Regions from separate parts of the Mus musculus genome. Here all the other regions are linked to region 2. The links are chromatin contacts, called in public promoter capture Hi-C maps. All regions are on one chromosome and are shown on one strand. The core of a region is the stretch at or near the end of the contact, and the rest is flanking DNA. Distances in the headings are between cores, read along the strand shown.

Evidence for each region. Promoter capture Hi-C pulls out the DNA fragments that hold promoters and counts their contacts.
Region 1: a promoter capture Hi-C map of pre-B cells shows a contact between it and region 2. The contact joins the promoter of Itga7 here to the promoter of Nemp1 in region 2.
Region 3: a promoter capture Hi-C map of pre-B cells shows a contact between it and region 2, with 4 times the contacts expected there. The contact joins the promoter of Dnajc14 here to the promoter of Nemp1 in region 2. A contact is called at or near these places in 4 of 39 promoter capture datasets (the C10 cell line, cranial neural crest and pre-B cells) and 1 of 9 other capture datasets (adipose tissue).

The regions. Positions count from the first base shown.
Region 1 is chr10:128,931,084-128,935,110 of GRCm38.p6, forward strand. Itga7 (integrin alpha 7) reads left to right here and starts at 2,730. Exons shown (of 25, transcript NM_001330160.1): 1 at 2,730-3,111. The coding sequence starts at 2,906. Gm46186 (a long non-coding RNA gene) reads right to left here. Exons shown (of 3, transcript XR_001779675.2): 3 at 3,867-4,027.
Region 2 is chr10:127,675,281-127,679,043 of GRCm38.p6, forward strand. It overlaps Nemp1 (nuclear envelope integral membrane protein 1), which reads left to right and starts at 1,785. Exons shown (of 9, transcript NM_001113211.1): 1 at 1,785-1,947. The coding sequence starts at 1,818. It overlaps Gm16230 (a long non-coding RNA gene), which reads right to left and starts at 1,479. Exons shown (of 4, transcript XR_872178.1): 1 at 1,391-1,479.
Region 3 is chr10:128,803,313-128,807,180 of GRCm38.p6, forward strand. Dnajc14 (DnaJ heat shock protein family (Hsp40) member C14) reads left to right here and starts at 2,242. Exons shown (of 7, transcript NM_001359825.1): 1 at 2,242-2,371; 2 at 2,856-3,868. The coding sequence starts at 2,899. Tmem198b (transmembrane protein 198b) reads right to left here and starts at 1,135. Exons shown (of 5, transcript NM_178066.3): 1 at 921-1,135; 2 at 1-45.

The DNA.
Region 1 (4,027 bases), core at 1,480-3,979, 1.3 Mb after region 2:
TCTATGACTTTGTGTATGCTAGGAAGATATTCTTCCATGAGCTACGCCCCAGCCTTGAGCTCTTTTGGATTTGGTTGTGTAGTCCAGTCACACTGAAGATCTTGCCTATAAGGGTTTGAAGTGAAGGAGTGCAGCTTTGAACACAGCTTATTAATTTTACTAATTTCTAAACTCGACTCAAATGGAAGCCATTTCCTGACCTGATGTTTGATGTGGTCCTTCCCTGACTCTCAGGGTTTCTCTAGTTTCTTCACGTCTGTTCACCTACAGTGCCGCTCAGCACCGCGACATTTTGCTCTGGATCATCCCTTAGGGAAATATATTTGTCTTCATTACTAAGCTGGTTTAGTAGTCTTGTGTGTTCTTTCCCTCCCTTACCCCACTATTTATAGCCAGGCTAATTTTGGGTGACCAATCTCTCTTATTTTCTGCTTCTTCCTCCTGTGGCGGGTGAGGTGACTTCTCAAATATTTGGGCAGAGGAGGTCAGAAGCAGATTCTTGGCATCTGATTTCAGCCTTGGATTTATGGGAAGCTGGTGGAGTGCAGACAGAGGCAAGCCAAGCTGCAGGTGGAGAAAGGAAGGCAGCTGGAGCTCTAAAGGCATTTTGACCTGAGTCAGAGGTCTGGGGAGGAGTCGTAAGTCCTGGGTTCCATCCCAGTTGTGCCCTTCTGTGTTCTCACATGATCTCCTTTCTGGAGCTCTGAGACACAAACACACTGGAGAGGGAATACTGGGGAACACTGAAGGTAGAATCCTGTTGCCTGTCTTACATACCCATCTCTTTTATAGCACCCGTTTAGAGGCATGCTACATCCCTGCCGAGCATTACAAAAATGGCCAAACTATCATAGGCATTTTAACTGTCCTGGGGGCAAAGATTGTTCTATGATCAGAGTAAGAGCCAAAGAATAATCCTAAACAGAGAAAAGAGATAAGGGGACACAGCAGAAGCAGCTTTTAAGAAAGGGAAGAAGAGAGATCACAAGAATATGGGATATTTGGAGGGTAGAGCCACTGAGAAATAGTCTGAGAAAGATCTCTAGAGTGACATGCTCAAGGTGTGTGTGTGTGTGTGTGTGTGTGTGTGTGTGTGTGTAAAAATAGAACTTCAGGCAAAGCAGTCAGAGAGGGGTGCATGCAAGACCAATGCCTAGTAAGAGAAGCCAGTGGGGCTGTAGAGATGGCTCAGAGGTTAAGAGCACTGACTGATTTTCCAGAGGTCCTGAGTTCAATTTCCAGCAACCACATGGTGGTTCAAAACCATCTGTAATGGGATCTGATGCCCTCTTCTGGTGTGTCTGAAGACAGCTACAGTGTACTCAGACATAAAACAAATAAATAATTCCTGGAAAAAAAAAAAAAGAAAGAGAAGCTAGAAGACAAAGTGGAAGGGGGTGAGGCTACTATTTTGCCAAATTATTCTCCATCTCTTCTCTTGGCCTCATTTCTTGATTAGAGTTATAAATAGCAAAGAGATGGAAAAAAATGTCCCTCCCTTTGCTTCTACACCAGAGTGGGGGAAGGGAAGTGAAGTTGGGTAGGCCCTTGGGTCTCTGTGGAGAACTCTTTATTTTATTTTTTTGAGGCAGGGTCTGGGTATTGGAGATCATCCAACTCCTATCTGAAGTAGCCCAAAACTCTGCATTCCCCTTTCTGTTGATTCATTCAGAGACCAATTCACTATGTAGCTTTGTAGGCTGGGCTGACTTCAGCCTTGTTCACTGCTGAGATTGCAGGTCTGGGTCTTCAAGCCTGGCTTCCCATCCCCCTCTTAGGTTTTGAGACAGGGCTGCACTCTGTAGCTCTGACTGGCCTGGAACTCTCCCTGTAGACCAAGTTGCTTTCGAGATGACAGAGATCTTCCTGGCTCTGCCTATTGAGTGCTGGGAATATAAGCGCGTCCTACCACACCCAGCTTGCCATCCTTTTTTTGTTGCGTTGGAAATGACCAGTCTCTGGAAGGACCTGATAGCAGGATCTTTGTCTCTTAGGTCCAGTGTCTTTCATTTTTGCCCCCTTTTAGCTCTCTCTTCCCTCTCCACAGTTTAACTTGCATTTCTTATTTTACTCTTTTTCTTTTTCCTTCACTGCAGACTTTGAGCTAAACTTGACCTTCCTCCTGTTCTTCATTCCCTTCTTTCCATTTGCTCCAGTCTCCACCCCTGCTGAGTGTTTTCTGTCTGTGCCTTTACTTCTTTCTGGTCCTCTGAATGCTGACGTTGTGACTTGCTAATACTGCCTTCGTTATTTGTGGGCTGTATGGCATGAGGAGCGGTTTGATTCTTACAGCCTACGAGGTGTGCTGTGAGTCTCCAGGGGAGGCGAAGTCAGTAAAGGACCACTCTAGATCAGGGCCCAGGAACTTTCCGGTCCTCTGTTTTTATCAGCATATCTGTCTTCTCAGCCTCATCTCAATTCTCTGTGATTCTTCTTTTTACTGTACTCTTTCTCTCCGCATTTCTGGGCTCAACCTCCACTTTTTGGGGGGAAGGGTGGGTGAAGGAATGAGTGCACAGTGCAAAGGTGGGGCGGCAGGGCGCAAGGCAATGGGTGCGGCGGGTGCTAGACCTGAGCCGCGGGTCTGGGCATCCCCGGACCCTGGGTCTTGCGCCTGAGTCTATCTGCTGCTGGGGGCATGGGGCGGGAAGGGGCGGGGTCTGGGGCGGTGTCCCAGAGAGGAGGCGGAGCCGGAGCCGGAGCCGGTGCTCCCAAGGCGTGCAGTAGTTGTACTTAGCTGGTCCTGGGGCAGCAGCGGGAAGGGACTGAAGAGGGGTGCTGAGGTGAAAGATTGGAAGACCCGGAAAGATCAGCTAGATTTCGGAAACCAGAAACACCCTCGGGGAGACCTGGGGCTCCCGGCGCGCGACGATTTCCTCGCACTAGCTGGGAGAGCGTTGATCCCATGGCCAGGATTCCGAGGTGCGATTTTCTCCGGCCCCCCGGAATCTACTATCTTATTACTTCCTTGCTCGCTGGACTGTTCTTACCACCGGCTATCGCCTTCAATCTGGATGTGATGGGTGCCATACGCAAGGAGGGAGAACCCGGCAGCCTATTCGGCTTTTCGGTGGCCCTGCACCGACAATTACAGCCCCGACCCCAGAGCTGGTGAGTCACCGTACCCGCCCAGAGTCCCCAGGCTCAAGCTTTGGGCTACCTTTCTCCCAACTCCTCACCTATCCATCTCTCAGGTTTTCAACCGTACTCTGCCCACAGGCATCTCACACTTGAAGCCTTGCCTCGTATTGTCCAGGTCCTCAGACTCAGAGTCTTGCCTTGGGGGATGAGTTAAAGAGCAACATTCTTGCCAGAGACCCTCTTCCTTCTGCCTCTCCCTTCCGTTTGCATTCTTGCTCCAGCCTTGCATCTCTGGCTCCTTTTCTACCTCAGAGGGGTGAACTGCTCCAGGAAGGGAGGGTGAGCATTCTGCCTCTGCATAGGATGGACCGAGTGGGCAAGGGCAGAGTGGATGAGGGTGCCATGGGAGGCAAAGAGGAGAGAAAACAGAAATAGCTACTGTCAAAGCATCACCATGAGATAGCGTGAGGACTGCAGGGCATGGAGGCCAGGAGTGGTGTGGCTTAACACAGCAGGGAGACTAGAGGAAGAGCTGAGAAGGCCTGACAGTCTTCAGTGATGGTCACAGACGGTGGCAGAGACTGTCTGAAAAATAGAGACTGTCTGAGCAGTAGCAAGAAATGGTGGCAGCTGTCACCACCATCGCCAGAGACAGCAGCAGCAGCAGCAGCAGCAGCAGCAGCAGCAGCAGCAGCAGCAGCAGCAGGAGGATACAGTAAAGATACCACGCTGCTTCTGTTCCTCCTCAGGAAATTTCTAACTCCAGAAATCTCAGCAGTAGGGAGAGACAAGGAAGCCCGAGGCTGAGGAATAATTGACATTTTTTTCAGGACCCCTGGTAGCTAGACACATTTGCAGTGTTTCCAAATCCTTGGTTCTTACTACATGTGACAGGAGGTGAGACCAGGAAGAAAGCTTCCCACCCCCGCCCGCCAAAGGGCTTTCT
Region 2 (3,763 bases), core at 535-3,034:
GACTGGCAGGGAAGAGGTGACTCACGCTTGCAATCTCAGTTTTGTTTTTCGGGCTTTTTTTTTTCTTCCTGTTCCAAGATCCATATTATATGACATGTGGTTCATCGTGTTTACGTATGCTCCCTTGTCTGGGATAGTTTGTTAGTCTTCCCTTGTTTCACATTAATGTAAGTTTTTGTTTTGAGGTTGGTTTTAGATGTGTAGTGCAAGCTAATCTTATTTGTGATCCTCTGACCTGAGTGTTTTGAATGCTGGAGTTAACAGATATGGACCAACACGCCTCCTGTTAACCTTGACATTAAAAGTTTTTTTTTTTTTTTTTTTTTTTTTTTATCAATCGATCCATTAATTGTGTGGGGGGTATTGTGTGCCACAGAGTCAGTATGGAGGTCCTGTGGGAGCAGAAGTTGGTTTTCTCCTGTCATATGAGTTCTAGGTTTACACAACCGAGCCATCGCAATAAGCCATCTATATGTGTGTATAAATGTGCATATACATGTATACATGTGTCTACACACAAGTGTGTGTATATATATGTGTGTGTGTATGTATGTGTATATATATATGTATATGTATATATATGTGTGTGTGTGTGTGTATATATATGTATGTATATACACACACATACAGGTTCTCACGGTTCAAACTCTATAATCCTGGCTACTCTTCAATTCTCAGCAAGCCTTCATTCTCAACTTCCCAAGTGATGGGATTACAAGCACGCCTTTAATCCCAGCACTTGGGAGGCAGAGGCAGGCAGATTTATGGGTTCAAGGCCATGGTCTACAGAGTGAGTTCCAGGACAGTCAGGGATACACAGAGAAACCCTGTCTCAAAAAACCAAAAAAAAAAAAAAAAAAAAAAAAAAAAGGTGCTTCAATTTTCAATTTCTGTAAGTGCTACACACACAGTGCCTGGACTGCAAGTACTGGGAGGCACCTAAGCCACAGAAAGAACTTAGATTTGAGCTCAGAACCTACTTTGTGTTTTTTCTCTCTCTCTTAGCCTTGGCTTTTTTTTTTTTTTTTCCCAAATGGAGAGGATAAGCTGTCTTAATTATCACTTGTTTCGTTTCAAAACCAGAAATGCTCGGGACTTGTAGTTTATTCCTGTGGCGTTGGTGATTGAAACGAGGGCCTTGTGCACAGTTTAGCTACATCTTCAGTCAAAAAAGGAAACCGAAGCCAAATTAATACTTTTTTTTGGTGTTTTGTTTTCTGTTTGTTTTTTTCTTGCAGTGCTGGGGATCGAAGTCAGAGTTTCTATCTCAGCTCTATCTCTACATTTTCAAACGTTGTTTATGCCTGCAAAACCTTGACAACGCACAATAATCCTGTACTTATTGCTGAAATATTTCAGAACTTTGGAGACAGGCTGGCAATCATTTTACCTTAAAAAACGGTCACGGGAGAACCTTACTCGTGAAGAGTTGCCACTGGCTAGCATGTCATAAAAGGGCCGAGGAAGAAAGGAAAGAAAAACTAGAAGAGACGTTTCGATGGAAACACGCAGTCCAGGAGGCCTCCTCTCATTCTGATTTCCTATTGGGTAAGCTTTCCATCAATCTCATTTGTAAATAAACCGCGGACGGAAGCAGATTGCGGGGAAAGGGCGGGCTCTTCCTGTCGTCACTGCCAGGATTGGCGTTGCTAGGAGGTGTGGCTCCTAGGGGCGCGGGAGGGCGGAGCGCGCGAGGCCCCGCCTGCTCCACGGGTGGGGGTGGGGGCGGGTCTCGCAGCCGATTGGCTGCCGGCGCTGCCCGTTCGGAGACAGTTGCTGAGGAGGGGCACGCGAGGAGGAGGCGGTGTGAGGCATCCATGGCGGGAGGAATCAAAGTGTCGGTGTGGTCGGCGGTTGGTCCAGGGCCCCGGTGCTGGGGGGCCGGGGGCGGCGGCGGCGCCACATGGCTGCTCTTGGTCGTCGCCGGCTGCGTGGTCTGCGGCTCAGGTACCACCCGGGCAGCGGCTGCCCAGGGGTCGGGCGCGAGGGCGTTAAATGTGGAAAAGTGGTTTCTTATCCCGAGGGTGCGGCCCGTTACTCGGAGCAGCTCGGGACGCTGAGTGAGACGCTCCAGGGACGGTCCGCACTGACGGGTCCCGGGCCGCCCTCCGGACAGCTCGGGTCGGGCGGAGGCCTGAGCCTTCCCCAGGAAGGGAGGCCTGGGCTGGTTGACACCCTTTAGGGGGGAAACCACGGAGGGGCTCCGAGGTGCTGCTAGGTCTCTTGAATTTCTGAGTTAAAACGGATTTCTGGGTTTCGCCCTGAAATAGGTCAGGAGAAAGCAAACGCCCCACTCATTCAGTTTACTAAAAACACCCCAGGGATGGATCTGTCTCGGTACAGTGGAATAGAGTTCACCTGAATGTTTTTCAAGACAGGGTCTCTCAGGGTAGCCCCTGGCTGTTCTGGAACTCACACCTTAGACCGGGCCGGCCTGGAGTTGAGAGACCCACCTGCCTCTGCCTCCTGTGTGCTGGGATTAAAGGTGTGTGCCACCACTGGCCTCCTGTTAAGATCCTCCTCCCAAATAGCTCCGGAGAACACACCTGGAGTCATTATACTCCAGTTGCCCAGGAAAGATAAGAGGCCATCCGCTTAAGCGGGACGTAGTTCCTAAGTTTATTCATTCTTTCAAGCACATTCATTTTGTACTTTCTGCTGGACAGTCAACTCCGGACTAGGTAAGAAACTTATTTTGTGATCCCGACCAGAAAAAAAAAAAATTAAAAGTTGATAAGAAATCGTGTTTTCCCTCCCTTGTTAAATAGTGGCCGGGAAAATAAGTGATGTTTGCCAACATCCACTGGAGGGAGTAGCAACTCCAGAGAATAAAGACAGCCAAGGCGTGTAAGCACACATCCACTCTCATACTGCCCCCTTCCGTTCCTGCCTGCCTGTCACTTGCTCTCACTTGTGGCTTTAAGATCAACACCCATAAATATATTGTTCAAGAGGGACTGGAGACTTCTTTTGGGAAGAGAGTATATGTCCAGGAAAGATTCTTTTCCGGATCAGGGCCTAAAAGCCTAGAACAGGATTTGGAAGGACTGTCACCTGAATAAACTGTCAAAATGGGGCCTCGGGGTGTGAGGACATAAGGAGATACTAAGCACAGTCAGCAGTTCCTTTGAGATTTCCTTTACAGGACACTGGGGATTGAAACGGAAAGCAAAAAGCCAGGCATAGTGGCTCAGAACTTTACTCCCAGCACTTGGGAGGCCAAGGGAGACAGATCTCTCCAGTTCGAAGATAGCCTGGTTGGTCTACGTAGTGAGTTCCAGGACAACCGGAGCTACCTACACCTGGAAACAAATAAGCAAATAATAAAATAACTTAAAAAAAAAAAGTGCCGGGCGTGATCGTGCACGCCTTTAATCCCAGCACTTGGGAGGCAGAGGCAGACAAATCTCTGAGTTCAAGGCCAGCCTGGATTACAGAGTGAGTTCCAGGACAGCCAGGGCTACACAGAGAAACCCTGTCTGGAAAAACCAACCAACCAACAACAACAAAAGTAACCTAAAGCACACTTTTCTGCTTGCTTGCTTCCCTTCCTCCTTTCATTGAGACAGGGTCTCACTGTGTCGTGCAGGCTGCTTTGCAACTCATGTGTAACTCTGACCTGTAACTCAGGCTCCCCCTGCTTCATCCTCCAGGATTCTGGGTTTACAGAGCGTCACCAAAGGTTCCAAGGTTTCTTCTAGGAAGGGAGGCTCGGGGGCTTCCTAATGTGGAGAAAATTCACCTCCAGGAGCAAGTCGGAATG
Region 3 (3,868 bases), core at 992-3,491, 1.1 Mb after region 2:
ATCTCCTTTCATCCATCCATAGCTAACTGGCAGGGGCTGGTAAACCTGGAAGAGAATAGAAAGCAGAAACCACAAATCTTGGGGATTCTGTACTTCCATTTCTTTTGAAAAAATGACTTGTTCCAACTAAAAAGCAATTCCTCTCATCTGCAGTTGGAATTCAATACTAAGCCCGGTTGAACCAGACCGAGTAGGGTTAATAACGTGGGAGAGGAAGGAAGAGGAGAGGATGAGTCACCTTAGGGTCTCAGAACAACTGCTTACCACCCTGAAGGGCTGAGGAGAGCAAAGGGGTGGGATTGCTTCCTTAGACCTCCAGCTTCATCCAGCTCCCAGAGGTCCTAGGCACGGGGGTGGCCATCGGCTCCCCAGGCCTGGAGTTGCTCTCTAAACTCCTGAAAGTCGGAGCCCAAAACCTGTAAGCTAAATGCAACCCCCAAGGAAGAAAGGGAACAGACATTTAAAAGTTTCAAATAAGGACTTAAAGAGTCACCCAGTCAGCCTCTGTCCGGATTTTGAAGTCTTGGCTTCATGCCGAGATGGAGTGGTTGGGGAAAGCCGAATACAGCCAGTCCAAATCCCATCGCCCTACATGGAGTAAGCAGGCGCCTTGCCCACAGATAATCTCCTCACATCTTGGTATCCACTTGCTACTAGCCTCAGACTCACACGGGAATTGTTCCACCCACCCTCTCATCCAGGCACGCCTGGGCTGCCAATGGGATTTGATGCTGATCCTGAAGGATCACTGACGATGAGAGGTTGGCATTGCGGGAGTAGGGTGGTGCGGATGCACTTTCCTTCTGCCGTCTTTAGGGTACTGAGGCTGAAGGACTGGAGACCTCCCGGGGCTCTTCTCAATCGCTTAAGAGTTTGGGACGCAAAACAAGGAGAGACCAGGAAGGGTGTTAACTACTCACCACCCTGCAGGGCTGAGGAGAGCAAAGGGGTGGAATTGCTTTCCTAGACCTCCAGCTTCATTCCAGCCCAGAGGTCCTAGGCACACGGGTGGCTGTTGGCCGCAGGCACCCCCTTGGGCTACTGTGCTCTGTTGCTCCCTAAACTCAGGCAAGTCGGAGCCCAAACCCAGGGAGCTAAATGCAATTAGCTTGGGGGCGGGGGTGTGTGTGGGGGAAGGAGACAGGGAGTGTGTATGGGGTGGGGGGGGGGGAGGATGACATCACGGGGCGGGCCCCCTCAATCTTTACCTCTGTCTGTGGGGGAACCCAGGCTACCCACTTCTCTAATCTAGGAGGAGGGACGCCCCCTAACCATAGCAATGAAGAGTTTTGTGACGCCCATCAAGACTAAGACGGAAGGTCTCTGAATGCTAAGGAGATTAATTACCAACTTAACGTTTTCAAAGCCCAAATAGGGTCCCAAAGCACCCGCTGGTCCAACTTGGTTTCTTCCACTTCCCAGAGAATTGGAGTATTGTCTTCTGGGGAACCGGGTGGTCGGGAGCCGGAGAAGGGTTTTTAACTAGTGCTGGGTGGGGGTGTTCATGGGTGGAAAAAAAAACTTGTGGAGCAAGACGGGCCTGGCAGGGACACTGGCAGAACTGTAAGGCTTTAAAGGAGTGCAGACGAGAGGTTCCATCAGGGTCTGCGTAGGGGTTGGGGAGCGTGCTGGCTTCGACCCAAAGCTTACTATGTAAATGAGATGCAAAGCAGCACGCAGATGAGTGCGGGGTTCTGTTACGCTGGACTAGGTTCTGAGCTCCGTGGAACCAGGTACCCCTAGCCGCATTCCCTGGCCCGGCCCTTACGCCGCGTTCACAGGGGGCGGATCGGCGGCGTGGAAGCTCGCCAGTTGGGTCCAGGAGAAGTGTCGCGTCTCTTTAGGGGGCTAGCTAGTCCGGGACACACACTTCTCCGCAACCTCTTGGCTGGACAGCCGACAGGGAAGGGTCTGGGCGAGCAGGGTCGCTGGCTCCTCTGCGTGCCCTGGGTGTCTGTCTGCACGCCAAAGACGGTGTGTGCTTCGGCAGCCGCCCTTCATCTCCGTTTCAGCAGCGACGACGAGGAGTACAGTTCGCAGGCTTCAGCTCGCTTACGGCGGGACCTGCGTGGAGGCGGAGGGCCCTTTAAGGGGTGGGGCCGGATGCTCTAGCACCGCCTCCTCGATTGACTCCGCGCCCGCCGCGCAAGTGAGAGCCTCGGCTAAGCGCTTTTCTCTTCCCTTCGCGACCTTTTCCCCCCCCCCGGTGACCCCGGAAGTGGAAGTAAGCGGCCGTGGCGGGGACGGAAGGCGGAAGCGGAGCGTGAGCGGGAGGCGGAGCCGGGGGAGCTGCTCCTGTAGCTCCCCCTGGCAGCTCCCCCTGGCCTCAGGCGCAGCTGCTTGAGGAGGGAGGAGTTACCGCTGCTGCTCGGTACGTCGCCTTCGCCCCTGGTACCCCGTCGGTGGGTTCTCGGGTAATCTTTTGCAGGGGCACCTCGAAGCTCCGCCCTCAGCTTTTCCTCTAGCCCTGCACGGTCCCCACCCTTTTCTGACAGATTGCGGCCTCCCTCTTTCAGGCAGTCTTTTTTTTTTTTCCTAAGAGTTACCCCCCCACCCCCCCGCCGCCCCGACCACACCCTTTGCGGCACCCCCCCTCCCCCCCATTTCTCAGATTGAAGATTGTTAGCTTCTTGGAGGAAGAAGAAAAAAAAATTAAGATTTCGGGAGTAAGGGGGTTTCTGAGGTCCGGGTTGGTGCAAGCAGGTTTGTGGTCTGCCTAACTCACGTTTATTGTTAGGGATAGCGAATTTGAGCTAACACTGCCTGGGGAGTGGGTACATTGAATATGTCATTTTGAGATTGTTTAACTCTTGGTTCTATCCTTGACCATTCCCAACTTGATATCTTTGTTACAGGCAATGATGGCAGTGACCTAAAATCCTCAGGAAGCCCGGGGTCATGGCCCAGAAGCACCCGGGAGAAAGAAGGTTGTGTGGAGCCCACCGCAGTGGTGGTACCTCCCTCAGTACATCAGGATCCTCTGTGGACCCCGAAATACTTTCATTCTCAGGACTCAGGGACTCAGCAGAGACTGCTCCTAATGGTACACGATGCCTCAAAGAGCACTCCGGCCCTAAGTACACACAGCCTCCAAATCCAGCCCACTGGTCAGATCCAAGCCATGGTCCTCCAAGGGGTCCAGGACCACCTAGAGGAGGAGGCTACCCTGATGAGAGCGAGACAGGTTCAGAAGAGTCAGGAGTGGACCAGGAACTCTCAAGAGAGAATGAGACTGGGTACCAGGAGGATGGGAGTCCTTCTTTTCTTTCCATTCCATCTGCTTGTAACTGCCAGGGAAGCCCTGGAGTCCCCGAAGGAACTTACTCCGAGGAAGGAGATGGCTCTTCTAGCAGCCTTTGCCACCATTGCACCTCTCCAGCCTTGGGGGAAGATGAAGAGTTGGAAGAAGAATATGATGATGAGGAACCTCTTAAATTTCCCAGTGATTTTTCACGTGTGTCCAGTGGAAAGAAACCCTTGTCCCGGAGGCAGAAGCACCGTTTTCTGATCAAGGAGGATGTTCGGGATAGTGGACGCAGAGAACCCAAGGCCCCAGGTCGTCATCGGCTGGCCCGAAAAAGAAGTCAGACAGATAAGCGCAGAGGCCTGGGACTGTGGGGAGTAGAGGAACTATGTCAGCTTGGACAAGCAGGCTTCTGGTGGCTGATTGAACTTCTGGTATTGGTGGGAGAGTATGTGGAAACCTGTGGCCATCTCATTTACGCATGCAGGAAGCTGAAAGGCAGTGACCTGGACCTTTTTCGAGTCTGGGTGGGGGTCTGGGCCAGGAGACTGGGGGGCTGGGCCCGCATGATGTTCCAGTTTCTAAGCCAGAGCTTCTTCTGTGTGGTGGGGCTGCTCATCCGTA